Regions from separate parts of the Sus scrofa genome. Here region 1 is linked to region 2. The links are chromatin contacts, called in public Hi-C maps. All regions are on one chromosome and are shown on one strand. The core of a region is the stretch at or near the end of the contact, and the rest is flanking DNA. Distances in the headings are between cores, read along the strand shown. Region 1 has its middle 15 kb from the start of TLR3. Region 2 overlaps SORBS2 (sorbin and SH3 domain-containing protein 2).

Evidence for each region. A called contact is a pair of places that touch in the nucleus more often than the background predicts.
Region 1: a Hi-C map of fetal heart ventricle shows a contact between it and region 2, with 4 times the contacts expected there. The contact joins two enhancer-like sites. A contact is called at or near these places in 1 of 5 promoter capture datasets (liver), 9 of 47 Hi-C or Micro-C datasets (alveolar macrophages, embryonic fibroblasts, epiblast stem cells and 5 more) and 1 of 2 datasets of contacts at active chromatin or transcription factors (skeletal muscle).

The regions. Positions count from the first base shown.
Region 1 is chr15:46,948,362-46,953,338 of Sscrofa11.1, forward strand. No RefSeq gene overlaps it. Among named protein-coding and RNA genes, the nearest start is that of TLR3, 15 kb to the right of the region's middle. Within about 2 kb of position 1,835, at least 24 of the 83 cell types and tissues checked have an H3K27ac peak or open chromatin away from gene starts, as enhancers often do.
Region 2 is chr15:46,789,139-46,793,780 of Sscrofa11.1, forward strand. All of the region lies in intron 1 of SORBS2 (sorbin and SH3 domain-containing protein 2), which reads right to left. Among named protein-coding and RNA genes, the nearest start is that of SORBS2, 120 kb to the right of the region's middle. Within about 2 kb of position 2,388, at least 3 of the 83 cell types and tissues checked have an H3K27ac peak or open chromatin away from gene starts, as enhancers often do.

The DNA of each region.
Region 1 (4,977 bases), core at 585-3,084, 160 kb after region 2:
ACACGACATTTTAAATCAACCATACTCCAATATAAAATAAAATTAACAAAATAAAAACCAGATAACCAACAAGGATCTACTATATAGCTTAGGAATACTTAATATTTTGTATAACCTATAAGGGAAAAGAATCTGAAAAAATAGATATGTATGTGTGTAGAACTAAATCACTTTGCTGTACACCAGAAATGAATACAACATTGTAAATGAACTATATTTCAATTAAAATTTTTTTTTAATTTTTAAAAAAGAAAGCAAGCAACCACGTGAACTCAGTTCTGAAGAAGGACAAGGCCAGTGAGGGGAAATGGGTGACAAGGCCCCTTCACTGCGGCAGAGCCCAGGAGGAGGATGGAGCTGCCATGAAAGCAGGTTGGAAAAAAACAGTTAATGTTCACAGATTCTTAAAGGCCAAGGGCAGGCGAGTGATACGATTTGGAATTATGGGAGCGTCAGACACAGGGAGCAGGTGCCCAGGCTCCTCTCTCTACCGCCCTCCACTGTGGGTGTGTCAAAGGATGGGGTGGGGGTGGGGGGGCAGAGCAGGAAACAGTCCCCCTGCCCCAGAGCTCTGGAAGGATCAGGTGCAGGAAGCTGCTCTGGGCACGAAGGAATGTTCTTTAGATGGCTGAGTGATACGCCACATCTTCTTTATTTATCATCTCTTGATGCGCTCTCAGGTGGCTTCCTACCTTGCCTATCATAAATAATGCTGCAGTGAACATAGGGGTGCACATATCTTTTCAAATTAGTGTTTGTTTTCCTCTGATAAATACTCCTCGGATAAATAAATGCTGGATCTTATGGAAGTTCTATCTTTTGTATTTTGAGGAATCTCCATACTGTTTTCCATAGTGGCTGCACCAATTTACTTTCCCACCAACAGTGTACAAGGGTTCCCTTTTCCCTATGTCTTCACCACCACTTGCTATTTCTCATCTTCTGATGATGGCAATTCTGACAGGCGTGAGGGGGTATCTCATCCTGATTTTGATTTGTGCTTCTCTGATGATTAAGGTTGTTGAGCCCCTTCTCATGTGCTTGCTGGTCAGTGGTGTGTTTTCTTTGGGAAAAACCTCTGTTCAGATCCTCTGTTCTTTTTTTAGTTGGGTCGTTTTGTTTTTTGACATTGAGCTGTAAATCTTGCCATTTGTGGCAACATGAATGGACCTGGAAGGTATTATGCTAAGTGAAGTAAGTCAGACAGAGAAAAAGAAATATTGTATGATTTCACCTATATGTGGAATCAAGAAAACAAAACAAACAAACACACAAAACAAAACTGAAACAGATTCGTAGATACAGAGAGCAAACAAGTGGTTGCCAGACAGGAGGGTGTTGGGGTGGGGATGGAAGGAAATAGCTTAAGGGGATTAAGACGTACAAACTTCCAGCTATAAAAGTCATGGGGATGTACTGCACAGCATAGGGAATATGGTCAATAGTATTGAACCACTTTGCGTGGTGACAGACGGTAACTAGACTTATTGTGGTGATTGCTATGTTGTAGACCTGAAACCAACATAATATTATGTGTTAATTATAACTCAATTAAAAAAAAAAGAAAGGCATCTTGAGATGGTTACCATGGGGTGGTTACCATGGGCGGTTGCTTTGGGGTGGTTACCATGGGGCGGTTGCCATGGGGTGGTTACCATGGGGCGGTTGCCATGGGGTGGTTACCATGGAGCAGTTACCATGGATCAGTTACCATGGGGAGAGGAGACAGAAATGTCTCTTGTGCCAAGGTGTCAGAAGCTTTGCACTCAAGAGACAGCCGGGAGAAACAACACAGCACAGATATGTCTTTGTATTAATCTCAATGCCGCCACCTGCCTCTGGGCACCTACAGTGTGGAGATCAGGCAATAAGCTTCTGGTCGAGCAATCTGGATGTGTCTACTGCTTTTGCCACCGGATTGGCTACGACCCATCTTTTCACAAGTGCCCACTGCCTGCCTCTGTCATTGCCTCCGTGGGGCCATAGTCAGACCCTAGCTACAAGCGAGTCTGAAGAGGGTCACTTGGATTTTTTATTTTTTTGGCTTTTCTGCTGCTACAGTTCAAAGAGGCATTTTAGCTATAGTTTGGGAAGGGATCCTATATGGAGGTTGGAATAAGAGTCACAAAAACCAGTCCAGTTGTACCTGTCAACCAGCTAGACACATTTCCATCACCCTGTTTATTTCCTCTGGTGCCAGCACCTACAGAACAAAATAAAATACCCACAGTTATTTCCTTTTATTTGCTCAGCACCTCCTTTTACCTCATTCTCTTGTAACTTCCACTCCTGAGGGGACCCTGCCCCCTTGTCCTTAGCTGTACACTCATGATAAACCACAATGCACAGTATGTAGCTGGCCTTCAATCAATACTGGAGAAAAATCAGCAGACATTTTGGGAATTAAATAAAAGCAAATGATGGCCCTTTCTCTGGAAAAAAAATACTTATAGTTACAGGCACGACACTTATAAAACTGAAAATACTTATGACTTGAACCTAGCCGGAACCCAGATGGGAACTTAAACCCATGGTTTTTAAGTTAGAATCACTCACCTGGTGTCTGGACTCACTGAGGTTCAGGTTCTTCATGTCTCTGTGCAGAAGGAATTCAGCGAGAAACAAGGTGATAGGCAAGAAATAGATTTATTAAGATAGGACGCTTGTGAGAGATGCAAGCGGGCAGGCACAGAAGCTCTGCCCAGAGGATCCGGTGGGCTACAGTTTTATCATCCAAGGGAAGTGGGGAGGGGGGAAAGACCGCCTCTTCCTCTTTCTTCGAGTAGACACCAGGCTTACATCCCTAGCCCCTCCTTCATATCCATAAGTGAGTATTTGACCCTATGAGGTCAAACTAGGACTGTCATAGTGCTTATTCGAATCAGCAGAAGGGCGGTCCTTAAACTCCTGCCCTTGGTCCTGAGGGTCATTGTCTTGCTGAACTTGAATTCAGGCCTGACTTTATCTTTCACTTAATGAGCTGAGGCATATCTTGTGCTTTTGTTTATGGGTTTCATAGTTAAGCAAGCCTGCTTCATTCTGGTGGCTTTCTTGAGTGATTGCAAACTTGCAGGGGTCTCCCAAAGTTCCCTAGGTTTCCCTCTCTATCTCTGGTCCCCTCCTGGGACTTCCACAACTGCCTGTGTAACTATCCTGCTCCATCTCTATCCTCACACTCCACTTGCAGAGATTCCCCAGGAAGAAAGTAGAGGGAGGAGGCTGCGGTGACATGTGCCCTCCTTACTTTGCTTTCGATGCAGTGATTTTGCTCAGAGAATGATGACAGGGTATGTGACACCCCTCCCCCACCCCCGCCAGGGGGTAGAAAAGCCATATTTGAAATGGCTCGAGCCTCCCTCTTTGCAGGTGGGAGAGCACCATGTGTTATGAGCAGGTCACTGCCCTAAAAGTGCAGGCCAGTGGCTAGGACCATGTTTGGAAAAGCCTGGCCGCCCGCAGACACTGCAGTGTCTCCACCGGGCATTTACCCAAGTTCCTGGAGCCCGTGCCAGCTTGCTTTTCAGACCCACTCACCAGCAACAGAAAAGGAAGCAAAAGAAACGCTAGGTCTTAGGGTGCATTTTTTCATTCTCTTTCTGCAGCTTAAAAGAGGCTAAAAGCCTGAGAAGGGATTCACAGTCCTTGAATAATAGCCAGAAAGGGAGATTAATAAGAAAAGAAGGTATGTGAGTTTCCAAGCGCTGGGGGATTTTCCTGGGTTTTAGTATGAGAAGAATTTCATGCTCTGTATGTGCCTTCAGCTTCCTTGTTCCATTGGTGTCACCCACTGCTTAGCTCAGGAGCTCCTATTTGCCTTCTATTTTCTTTCATGGGGAAGGAACTAAATCAAGGCCAGTCACAAGGTCACCAGGACTCGGTCTCCCAGCACCCCCTGGAGGGTTAGGGCAGGGGCTCTGGCTGCCGGTGGAGAATAAAGAGGAGGGCTTCTTTGCTCTATCCAGCTCCCCAGGGAGAAGGGGAGAAGTTCTGGTGCCTCAGAGAAACCCGGACTTGGCCTGAAGACACACTCCTGCCAAGTGATGATTTGTCAGATTTCCATATTCCAAAGGACAGCCAGCAATGAACAGGCAGACAAGTGTGCAGCAAGTTAATAAAATTGCCCCTAGCTTCTTTGTAACCATCAGCTTTCTGCATTAGTTTTCTTTTTCCAATGGAAAATCTTCCCTATGATCTTCCTTCCTAGAGTTGTGTCATTTGGCCAATCCTTATAAACTCATTTCCCCCATAGGCAATGGGATAATATTCATGAAAAGACAGTTCCTTACACTCATCTTCCTTCATATGAGGGATGGTTCAAAATGAGCATGATGGCTTTTGAAACGTATTTTCTGGAGTTCCCGTTGTGGCTCAGTGGTTAACGAACCCGACTAGGATCCATGAGGGTGCAGGTACGATCCCTGGCCTTGCTCCGTGGGTTAAGGATCTGGTGTTGCCATGAGCTGTGGCGTAGGTCACAAAGGCAGCTGGGATCTGGTGTGGCTGTGGCTCTGGCGTAGGCCAGCAGCTATAGCTCCCATGAGACCCCTAGCCTGGGAACCTCCATATGCCACAAATGCGGCCCTAAAAAGACAAAAGACAAAAAAAAAAAAAAAAAAAAAAGGAAAGAAATGTATTTTCCAAGGAATTTCCTTTCAGACATTATTTCCATTTCTGATGAATCTCTGTGGGTGGGCATCCCAGCCTTCAAGGTGATAGGTTTCAGTGCTTTAGGGGAAAAGTGGATCCCTGCCTGCAGCAATATGTTTATCAGTGGAACTGGGATTTGGTTGCTGTGGGCAGCAGGACAGTAAGACTAAAGGCTAGATTTTGGAGAGAAGAGAATTAGAAAAGAAAAAGAGTGAGCCAGAGAGAGTAAGAGAAACAGGAGATGGAGAGAGGGGGAGGAAAGAGAGAGAAAGAGTTTCATGACTCTCTTAAGCATAAAAAGATGCTGGGAAGTTCCCGTTGTGGCTCAGC
Region 2 (4,642 bases), core at 1,138-3,637:
CCAGAGAATTGAAATCATTAGGTGTGAAGGCATTTGATAATCTACAAAACAGCTCACTTTTAAGCAACCAAGTGTTTCTTTTTTAAATATTTGTGATTAATAGCATAAAGTGGAGAGGGACCTTCTAAAGCATTAAGAGGTGATATGAATATGAACCAAGAAGCAGAAGTAGCCAACACGTGCGTAGGTCACAGATGATCCCCCACACAGGTCAAAAGCTTAAGCATGTTTCTTTCCATCAGCAAGGCTGCTGTCTCTACAAACAGTCACCTTAGTGACCAGATGTCTCCAAAGAAGCTGACTAGACATAGGAACAGGGACTTCAACCTTTTAGAGGAGGACAGAATGAACATTTATACTAGCACATTTTCCCCAACATGGCCAATTACTCAGAAAGTCTCATACATTTTTACATATGCATTTAAAAATTTTTCCATCTTTCACACCATTCCTTGCTTGGACTCTTAAGGATTTTTATAATAAGTGTTGCAGCTCTTGGTTTAGGTGCCTATTTTTGCAACAAGTTTTTTTTTTTTCCTTTGGATTCCCTTATGGCTGATCGTTAAAACCACATTTATCTCTAAAGGATACTAAATTGTTTGGAACGTGGGAGGTTTGTTTATGACGTCCCTCACATTCAACCATTCCTGAAAAAAAAAACTATCAGGAAAAGGAATCTAAAAAGGAGGATTATATCTACGTTGATTGGGACTAACTCTCCTACTTAAAGCAGAGAATACGATTGATTATAAGAAGGTATTTTTGATATGCAGTTTATACCAACTATTGAGAAAATATCTCAAAGGAAAGTTAGAAGAGTGTCTAGGTTATACATAAAAATAAAATAAAACATAGGCAACAGTGCACATTCAAAAACCAAAACCACTAAAATTTTCAAAGAATGTTATTAAAAATGAAATTTCCTTAAATTCAAACATGGATAGAAAAAGAAACTAGGAAATACAGTGAGAATACTGTAGGGTTTTTGTTTGTTTGTTTTGTTTTTGCAGTAGGAAAATTTTCTTTGAAAGTGAGACCTTTGATTAGAGTTAGGAAAAGTAAAAGTTTTCTGGACTTTTGTTCAAATAATGCTTTTCAAAGGTGCAGAATTAATACTGGATCTGCATATACCAGATGGGGAAGAGTAAATCATTGTCTTTTTGGCCAAAATTCCGAGTCAGCAAAATTCTGTTCAGGATTAGGGTGAAGTGTCCTTCCACAAGGACATATCATGTTGCCAAAACCCATAACTCTCTCTTGGTTCTCTGTCATTTATTCAAATAAGATGATCCTAGCTGAGCCTAAGCTGGAATGAGGTTCTTATTTGTCAGTATTTAGAACTAGAAAGTTAGAGAAGTGTATCCTTGTAGATAAACATGAACGACCTAACTTTTTCAGAAACGATGTAAATAAAAGATTTTTAAAATCTCCATATAATTCTTTGCAGAGATAATTTAGAAATTAATAGGCATCCATAATTACATTATTAGTTTGAGGAACTTTAGAAAAATTATCTAATATAATTATATAGCACAATTACTCCATTATAAAATGCAACAAGCACACACTCATTTCATTTGAATGGCAGCAGAGGTATATATAATTTAGGCCTTCAAACTATTATAATTTACTTGAAATAGAAAATCTTAAAAATGTTGGAGAAATACTATGGAATCTTGTTTTTTCTGAAATCTAATTACTATATGCAATATTAAAAAATTGATTAAACACGATTAGCCTTAAAGATGAACAGACCCAATTTCAACTTTAGCTATTATTTAATTAGCATGCTATACATTAAAATAAGCTGGAAGATAGCAAAATAAACCTTTAAAGGACAGGATAATACTTAAGAGTTGCTACACATCTTATTTTGATGATAAACTTCAGTGCTAGAAAATAGTGTAAAAATGTCTAGAAATAGGAATTTAAGTAGTTTCCTCAATATTTTGCTCTCTATTTCCAAACATTTGGATTTTTAAAATTTCCTAATCTTTACTATCTTACATACAAAAATTCATACCAACGTTCATACCAAATTAATTCCAACGTTTGCTTTTTTAGATGTATATATTAGAGATGAGGGATTATATATTTATTAATCCTTAAATCATACATTCTTATTTTTTATTACAACATTGTGATAATTTTTCCATGAAAAGGCCATAAAAATTTAGGCTTTAGTAAATAATAATCATTCCATCTAGTAGAGGAAAAATGTTGGAAGTATCAATAACCGAAAGCCTATCTGTATCAAGACTGATACTAACATACTGTTCTCTCTGTCTCCCAAGAGCTCAAATTATAGGGAAATATAGTGTAACCAGTTATTACCAGTAATCTTTCAGGTTTATTTAAGAAAATCAAAAGAAATTCTGCCATTGTAGGCTTTATTTAAATCTTTTGGTCTCTTCCAAATTCATGACCTCTGCTTTCCTCTGGTTTTAGTATGAAAAACAATTCCATAAGTAACTTTTTTATAATCAACTACTAATCATCATCAATTCAACATTAATTTTAAATGACCTGATTTGAGACTACATTTCTAACAGGGATATTTACTGTATGTATTTTCCCCTGAAAATTCTATAATAGCTATAAACAGAAAAACAATATCCTCTAGATACTAAAGCTTTCAAGCTGTTTTTGTTTAAAACTTATATGCTGTAAAGTTTCCTTTCAGAAAATTCTGATATATTATAGGACATTTATAGCTTTCATCAAACCATGATCTTGAAGCTATACTTTCATACCAGGGAAGTTAAAGCCTCACTGCTGGTTTTAAATGTTTTGAATTTCTATGATCAAATGCAGTATAACAGATAATAGGACCTCTATTTCAAGATCAAGCCTATATATATTTATGGTAACTAATAGGAAAACAGTGAAATCCGAGGAAAACAGTGAATGTCTGAATGCCAAGTGCTAGACACTGGACAAAGCACGACGTTCAGAAGTCAGTCAGACCTTGGGAGCCCATGAGCAGAGACAAATGTGCTACAGTGCAGTAGCCAGATCTACAGACAGATTCAGATGTAGCCGAAGCAGGTAGTGTAAGTAGGTGGGAAGTGTCTGGGGAGACATTGTAGCTGATTTTGATGGCAGGTAGCTGCCACTGTGGGGGATCTGAAGAAACACAGAGGGGGGTGGCTTTGCAAGTTTGCTGTAGTGAGTTTGAGAAACTACAAAGTATTTGCTATTGGTAGCAGGTGAGTTGGGAAGCGGCAGAAAACAAGAGTACCTAAATAGATAAAAACCAAGGAAAAATGTCTTGAAGGATAGAGACTGTATCTCTGTGACTGGTGCTCAAAACTGTTGCATTAAAAACGAAGTAGATGTGCCATGCAGAAGTGGATTTACAGTGCTAATCTATCATAGCATGTCACCTTAAGAGGTTATTAATGTGGGGCGGGGGGGAAGCACAGGTGTAAAGTTTGTGTGTCACTCTTCCCGTCACACACAGTGCACCACAAAGGCAGCAGGGCACACAGCCTTAGGTATTTCCATACCTGGATCTTCTAAAAGCTCCCCCAAGAAAAACTAACATGAAATCATTTTCTTGCTGCAGAACTTTTCACTGTATTAATTCTAAAAATTCCTTTTGCCATGCAAAGCTCTGAAAGGAATTAAATCAAAGAGAGACTTCTCTTCACCTTTCATTCTGCTATAGCAGAATCACTTTCTTGGCTGATATTTTTATTTACAAAATCTGACTCAAAACTAAGTCTGTTTCTCCACCTTTCCTTTGAAAGGTAGATGTAAGTGAAGTGCAGTTCTGTCACTTTACTATTTTACCCTGTACGATGTCTCACATGCACAAATAGACATATTCCTATTTAGAGTTCTGATTATCAAATGTTTGGAGGTAACTTTCTGGACTGAGATTGCTTATATCTTGAGTTTTTTGGAATATTTTTCTATCTTGGATATCGATGACATTTAGAATAGAAGTTTTGAAAATATTCTCCCTATGCTTTATAACTCCCTTACCTGAGGGCATATTGGCATTGCTGTATTTGTGAAACAGGTGATGTGTGCTGCTCTGTAGCAATGAAAATTATGTTATTATACCTAAAATTAAAAGGTGACTCCTATGCCATCCACATTTTGGGGAAAAGGATGACAAAAGTATACTTCTTAGAAGTAGCTCTCAAATACTATTTATTTTACGTTTCATGGTAGATTCCATCTTTAGCTCGGAGAATTTTTTTTTTTCACGTTTTGAACATGATGTTTTCCCTTAAATGTTTTCAGGAGCATTGTAAATGATGTGACGTTTCTGGTAGACCAACAATAGAACTGATTTACATAAAGCAGAAATGTTGCTGAAACAGAATTTAATCATTTTTTGGTCACTTTCTTACCAGGGATTTTGATGTGACTGACTAATTTCAATCCATAGGAACAGCTCTGCTCCTAAGAGACTATAAATCAAAGAAATACTTGGTAAGGGGTAATTCCAACTGCAATTCAAAGTCTGTGCTACTGTCACGTAGTGATGGACAGCAAACACCCACTGCAAATATTAGTACATTTGTAGGAGGAGTGTCGTGTTTTGGGTTCCCCTCTCTATCTCTGAAACCTATCTGCTTGTGAGAAAAATTGTGCAATAAAAGAAGTTTTACAGACACATACTATAGCT